Regions from separate parts of the Callithrix jacchus genome. Here region 1 is linked to region 2. The links are chromatin contacts, called in public Hi-C maps. All regions are on one chromosome and are shown on one strand. Each heading gives the region's core, a stretch centred on a gene start, on an enhancer-like site or on the middle of the called end of the contact. The rest is flanking DNA. Distances are from core to core; before and after follow the strand shown. Region 1 holds the start of YARS2 (tyrosyl-tRNA synthetase 2). Region 2 holds the start of ALG10 (ALG10 alpha-1,2-glucosyltransferase).

Evidence for each region. Hi-C and Micro-C count contacts between places; a contact is called where the count stands out from the background.
Region 1: a Hi-C map of skeletal muscle shows a contact between it and region 2, with 9 times the contacts expected there. The contact joins the promoter of YARS2 here to the promoter of ALG10 in region 2. A contact is called at or near these places in 2 of 3 Hi-C or Micro-C datasets (both in skeletal muscle).

The regions. Positions count from the first base shown.
Region 1 is chr9:38,722,355-38,725,758 of calJac240_pri, reverse strand. YARS2 (tyrosyl-tRNA synthetase 2) reads right to left here and starts at 1,603. Exons shown (of 6, transcript XR_004728704.3): 1 at 802-1,603.
Region 2 is chr9:37,481,040-37,484,749 of calJac240_pri, reverse strand. It overlaps ALG10 (ALG10 alpha-1,2-glucosyltransferase), which reads left to right and starts at 1,677. Exons shown (of 3, transcript XM_035255837.3): 1 at 1,677-1,719; 2 at 3,209-3,406. The coding sequence starts at 3,218.

The sequences.
Region 1 (3,404 bases), core at 354-2,853, 1.2 Mb before region 2:
ATGGACTAGAGATTTTGCAAGGCTGAGTGGGAAGGGGAGAGTTTGGTGAAGAGGTGTCAGGAAGAGACACTAAAGGAAATGTTCTAAACGGCTTTAAACATGTGTTTTACTCTGTAGCACAGGAGCTAGCCTTATGTCATCTCTCTCAAGACAATGCTATTAGACCCACATTACTTGTCAAATATTTGCAGTTGAAAAAACTTTTTGAGATACCAACCAAGGGCTGACACTAGTTTCATGGAGGGTGCAGACCTAAAGCAGAGGCTGGCTACTCAAGGAGGTCCAGTCACGTTCTGGTGTAAACATACAAAAGCAGTTTCTCTAATAAGGGAGGACGACTTACAGGAAGCAAAACAAACCGATCCTGACCAAATAAATCTTGACTAGTGGTCTGTTTCCTGCAGGGCTTTAGAATACACTGTTTTTTTTTTTTTTTTTTTGAGAGGGAGTCTCCCTCTGTTGCCCAGGCTGGAGTGCAGTAGCGCGATCTCGGCTCACTGCAAGCTCCACCTCCCAGTTTCAAGCGATTCTCCTACCTCAGCCTCCCAAGTAGCTGGTATTACAGGGGTGCGCCACCACACCCAGATAATTTTTGGCATACACCGTTTACTCTTAATATCCTTAATTCAGCCCTTTAGTTTGTATCAGCCAGTGTTATTAATGCCATTATAGAGCCTTAATGGGGATAAAACCAAGAGCTGGAACGAAGGGCAGCAACCTACAATCCTAAGAGTGAAACACAGGCTACTCGTGTGTAAATTATTTAGTCCCAAGATTCCCCCCGGTTCTAAAGGCACTTACTTGTGGATGAACTCATATCCAGACATGATGTTGCCCAGCTGATCAGATCCGCCCAGCTGGACCCTGCATCCATAACGCTGGAAGAGGTAATAGAAGTCATAGGCCTGGAGCACCTGGTAAAAGAACTCGGCCAAGCTCATGCCCTCGGGGCTCTTGAGCCGCATCTGCACGCTCTGCCGGCTCAGCAGCGTCCCCATGCGGAAGTGACCCCCCACTGCCGCCAGGAAGTCCACCAGGTGCTGCTTCTGGTACCAGGCCGAGTTGTCCAGCACGGTGAAGCTGCCCCAGGGGCGCCCATCAGAGAAAAGCTGCTGGTGATTTGCCGCTAGGGCCTCAAGCTCTAAGCGCAGGGCGCGCGCGTTGGCTTGCACGCTCTCTTTCTCCAGCGCTTCGCGCTCCTTGGTCCGGCCGCTCGGGTCTCCCAGGCGCGCCGTGGCGCCTCCCACCAGCGCGATCACGTTGTGGCCCGCTCGCTGTAAATGAAACAGGCCCAGCAGCGCTAGCAGATGACCCACATGAAGCGAGTCGGCCGTGGGGTCGAAACCACAGTAAATGGTTTGGGGAAAACTCGCCGTGCCACGGTTGAAGAGCTCTGGGAGCTCTATTTTCGTCCCCCTCTCTGGGAAGAAGTCCTTGAACAGACCCCGAGCCTTCTGCGCTGCCAGTAACCCATCAGCGCCCGAGTGGGCCTTACGTAGCCCCAGGGGCAAGAATCCTGAGAGATTTAGGGTACCAGACCACCGGAACCAGGAAAAGCACCGAAAGATGGGCGCCGCCATCTTGGTGGCGGCACGAAAGGAATGCTGGGATTGTAGAGGCCCCCGTCACACCCACATGCTAACAGCTCCCAGGGAAGGCGTTTCAATGTTTTTCTGCGCATGCCCGAGGCGGTTACGTAGTTACCGAGCTTGCGCTCTCAGCAACAGAGTTCGGGCTCCAGGTGGCGATTCCATCTCAGGTCCGTCGCGCTAAGTTCCTTAAAGCTTAATTTCTTCATCCGCAGTGAGGATCTGCTTATAATAGTTCCTACCTCATAAGGCTGTTGTGAGACTTAAGAATTAAAGCCTTTGGCACCTAACGTTCCGCCAATGTTAACTTGTATTTGAATTTTCACTTAAAAAGATTGTGGTGCGCAAGTTGTTTGAAATCCTGGTTTCATGCAAAAAGCTGCTCACAGATGTTGAGAAAGGTTACGAATTGGTTTAACTTCAGGACAGTTAAGGAGTTGCTGCTGAGACGCAAGCAATTTCATAGTACTGATTCTCTAATTGCACCTCAGTCTTCAATATTCATTAGCTTTTCCAGGAGGTGGCAGTCTTGTACAAGCTATAGCAAGAAAAAGTCCAATAAAGTACATGCATCAAGTCCTGTGATTTGTTTATTTTAAATACAGGTAACTAGGTTGGGACACAGCTTAGCATGAGTGGATTCAAATTACTAATCACATCTCAATTAGTAATCACATCGTGCAACGGGACAGGTGTTCTGAATACTGACCAGGGATGAGGTTCTTATTGGCAGCTGGCTGACAGGTGATCTAGCTTCAAAATCCCATGTCGGAGCCTGATTTGTAGGACCGCTTTCAAAACCATCTTAGTTAGAATTCCCTGGACTCTGAGTTGGAGGGAGGACTGGTTTGCAGGAGGATTATTGGAGTGTGCTTATGAACAACACCTATAATGGAGTGAGGGAAGCCGGGTTGGGTAGAGGGAGAAAGTTGTTGAACTGTAAACAATTTGTAATAGAGGCCTCAGGCAATCCCATAAAGGCTTTGGAGTCATCCTGGGATTTCCTTTCTGAGTCATCCTGAATTGAGACCAGAGGGCAGACTTTAGACTCTCAAACTGACAGATCATTAAATGTGGACGTTTCCAGGGAGGAAGCAAAAGGCTGGGTAAGGCTTTTGGAGAGGGAGAGGTGCACAAAAGGACTCCACTAACACTCCCAGCAGCTGGGGCATTGAGTGCCTTGGTCCTGGGGCCAAGATCTGAGCCATGTTCCAAAGCATTTCCTACAAGACTTTTCCATTTTTTAACGTTACAAAGTCATCTAATGAAAATGAAAACTTATTTTAATAATTAGTTCCTTTGCATGTATAATTATCAGTGAATTAGTTTCTCATTGCCAAATAATGACTTCAATAGGATTTTGAGATACTCATTCAATAGACTATTATACTCCCTACTGCTTAAGAAAATAGTGTGTTCTTTCACGTTATTATTCAAAATATCTTAAAATTTGCAATCATAACCTGTTGATCTGCAGTGTTTTTTAAAAAAGTGTCACTCTAGGCTGGGCACTGTGTAATCCCAGCACTTTGGGAGGCCAAGGCGGGTAGATCACGAGGTCAGGAGATCGAGACCGTCCTGGCATGAGCCACTTCAGAAGAACAATTTGCAGTCATATGGTCCACCACTTTGATCAGGCCAGATTTCAGTAGGCATGGCAGGAAATTCTCCTGAGTACACGTAAGGAAACTCATGTCTGGGCCACTTGTCACGTGAAAGCCAAAAACTCAAGAGAAAAGCTTTAGTGAAAGGAAAGTAGCTTTATTCAAGAGGTCATCAACCCCAGGGGAGGCAGTGAACTGGCATTCAAAGGCC
Region 2 (3,710 bases), core at 428-2,927:
AATTCCTACACTTGGTTCCAACACTAATTTTTGCTGTAATTTTAGGTAAGTCGTTCATTTTTAAACTTCAGCTTCTATAAAATGAAGTCAAGTAGATTATTAATAAAGATCCCTAGCAATTCTAAAACCCCCTATTTCCTTGAAACTTTCCGTTTCATGCAAAGGAATGTGTGCAGCATGTATAGGAGTCAAATGTTTAATGTAAACTCTTGGTGGCAATTATTATAAAGAAAAATGGATTGCATAAATGTCTAGTCTTGTTCTACTCCCTTTAGAAACTACCCACTATTTCTAGGGTGGGTCAGTAAGCTGCAGAATATATACAACACGATTTAGCAACTCAACATGTCAGGGGCTAATTACTTGTAGATATCAACCTCCTGAAGACTGAATAATCTGGACATGTTGTTACAAGTAATTTAAACAGGTAAGTTCAGCATGGACTCAATAATAAAATGGGAGATCATGCTTAAAACAAAACTAAGCATCACATCAGAGTAAGATCCTCACATGATTTTATTCCAGAAATGTAAATGTTCCCATCCTAGCCCTCATTCACCACTACCTCCTCTTATAATTAAGGAAATGGCAGAGACAGAACAGAAAGGCAGTCACTTAATTTAAGAAATGTTCTTAAGTTCAGAAAGACTGAATTAGTTTTTGACCCAGAAAAAGAGCTCAATTGAGAACTTTGTGATTTGCGACCTTAAATCCTCACTCCTTTCTTATATATTCTTGCCAAAGGCAACCTGACTGAGGTTACCTGAGAGATCATTTTTCTACAAAATATGGCCAACCACGCTCAAGACAAAATCGTAACACATAATTTATCTCCGGCATTCAAATAATTTACCTCATCTCCTGCCCCCAAACCCTAATCCCAGAATACAGGAATTTTATGATGTCTATACAGCCTATAAAAGTCTACAAATTTAAGTGCCTGTGTGAGAGCCATCTGGGGGACTACAAACAAAAAGGATGTAGAGTGCCACCCATTAAGATGTTCGCGCTTATGATTTAGTAGGAAAAATAGAACGCTGCCATACAGATATTAACAACCAAATTTACAGGCACAGAGAATTCTTCCTTACCTAAAACATCCCAAAATTCTAAAGTTTTTTTTTTTTTTCCAAATCCTACAGGGTACTGAGATATTGGCTACCAGAGTGCACTAGGAATGAAGAGTTCTCTTTTTACCTCAAAACAAAAACCTCCTCTCACCTCTCACTGAAGTTCATTGGGTACTGAAGGGTCTCTGTCTGGTTCTTCAAGTTTTCATCTGAAAGTCTCAATCTTTGCTATCACAACCAACGCCCCTTTTCCACCCTCCAAAGTTGAGGGAACAAAATGTCTTGAAATTGAGGTTTTAATTCGGATTACTGGAGAAAAATAACAGATATAACTGGGGGTAAAGGTGTAAACTTTAGGGCTTGGAAGTGGAAACGTGGGGATACCTCGCCATCTTCTGGTAAAAATTGGATATGAACAGGAAAAAAACAGATCCAACCTAAGAAGCCGCTTTTTTTTTAAAGCAGCAAGCCGCGTACTTCCCACGCGGCGAATTCCGAGACCCGCCCTTTCCGGAAGTTCTGACCCTCAGTGCGCCCCGGGCAATATGATTGACAGGGTAATCATCCGGTCCGTTATCAAACCCGTCACCCAGGAAACAGAGACCCGATCTTTCCGGATCCGCGCTCTCCCAGCATCCTCTGCCTTCCGGTATGTGGCCCCGTCCGGTTAGTCCCGCCTAGCGCGCCCATTTCGAGCCCAAGTTTCCAGCTCGGATTTCCTCGCTCAGAATTTTCCAGGAGTGGATCTTTGGCCAGTGGCTTTGGGAGCAGTAATGGCGCAGCTAGAGGGTTACTATTTCTCGGCTGCGTTGAGCTGTACCTTTTTAGTGTCTTGCCTCCTTTTCTCCGCCTTCAGCCGGGCGCTGCGAGAGCCCTACATGGACGAAATCTTCCACCTGCCTCAGGCGCAGCGCTACTGTGAGGGCCATTTCTCCCTTTCCCAGGTGGGGTTCCTAACCTGTCCCCACCCTAGGACCGGCCTGAGAGGGCTCAGCGTCCCCAGGTTCTTCTCCTATTCTTAGACTTAACTCGCCCCGTTCCACCCTTCCAGCCTCAAAACATGAAAGAAATTGTCTTTTGTTCCTGTCTCTAAGATTTGTGAAATATTTGTTAAATTAATGAATAAACAGCATATCTGTCTCCCAAGAAGGAATGATCTGGTAGAATACTTAATGGGGAACTGAGCGCCCCTGTTGGCTGCTGACGATATCTATTCCACTTTGTCTTTCCTTGTCTCAGGATTAAAGGCATTAGGGTGCTCCTTAGAAATATCAGAAAACTTCCCTTTAACTCACCTGTCAAGCATCTAACTATGCATTTTAGGGATGGGATAGGGTGGACTGGAGGGGTCTTCAGCTACCAAAAAGTAACAATTTACAATCACAAAATTCCTTCCCTGGGTATATTTAGTGAACTATCTGTTAACTGAATAAACTGGCAACCAGTCAAGTCATATCATTTTTTAATATATATTTGACTATGCAAGTATATACATAATAAACATCAAAATAAACATCCCCTCCTTTTCTAGTGACACAATATATTTGGGTACTGGTTGGAAATATGAAGTCTGTTTTAGAGAAAGACCTGATCATAAATCATAGTGCTGTGATTTACTAGTTTTGTGATCTTGGAAGTGTTCTGAGTTTCAGAAATTCGGGTTACTCATCTGCAAAATGACAGTAATACTCTCTACTACAGAGCATGTCGTAAGGTTAATACAGAGGGTTTGGCACAATTTCTGGCTCAGTTCCTATTAGCTGTCATTATGAAGCCTGTAGCCCAAATGTTTTCCTAAACTTAGAGTTCCAACCAATGGTTCCATGCTTTTTAAAACTGGAGCATTTGCAGTTTAGTTACCAAAATAAAGGCTTTCTAAAGAAAATTTCTTGGAAAATAGAAATCGATTTTAAGTTGTTATTTATTGGTTGTTGCCACCTGAACAATCACTAAGCAGGTCCAGGGGTAAAAAATAGGAAAAACTAGTCCTGTGCTGCTAAGGACTGACTTAAGCTTGTCATAGAATAACTTCTCAAAATTTCTGATTGTGGCTGGAGATGAGACTTGGGCTCGACATGTTTGTGTCTGCCTTGTTCGTATTACCTCTTGCTTTGACTTTATTTTCTTTCATTTTAAAGTGGGATCCCATGATTACTACATTACCTGGCTTATACCTGGTGTCAGTTGGAGTGGTCAAACCTGCCAGTTGGATCTTTGGATGGTCCGAACATGTTGTCTGCTCCATTGGTATGCTCAGATTTGTTAATCTTCTCTTCAGTGTTGGCAACTTCTATTTACTATATTTGCTTTTCCGCAAGGTACAACCCAGAAACCAGGTATGTTTCAAAATACTTAATTACAAGTTTATGCATAGTCAGGTCCACAATTACAATGAATTTGTTTTAGGAGATTTGGTGTAACACTTTGTATTTTCGTATATTTTGTAAAGGTAAATTTAAATCTCCATCTCCATTTAAATTTATATTTAAATACTTGAATAACTTATTTGTAAAATCTAAAGTAAATATTTGTTAAGTGAATCAAGCTAGTTCAATAAATACCTGCTGAGTTTATTACATGTGCTAGGCACTGGGGCTACAGAGATAAATGAGACAATTTTTTTCTTGTAAAACTTAGGGA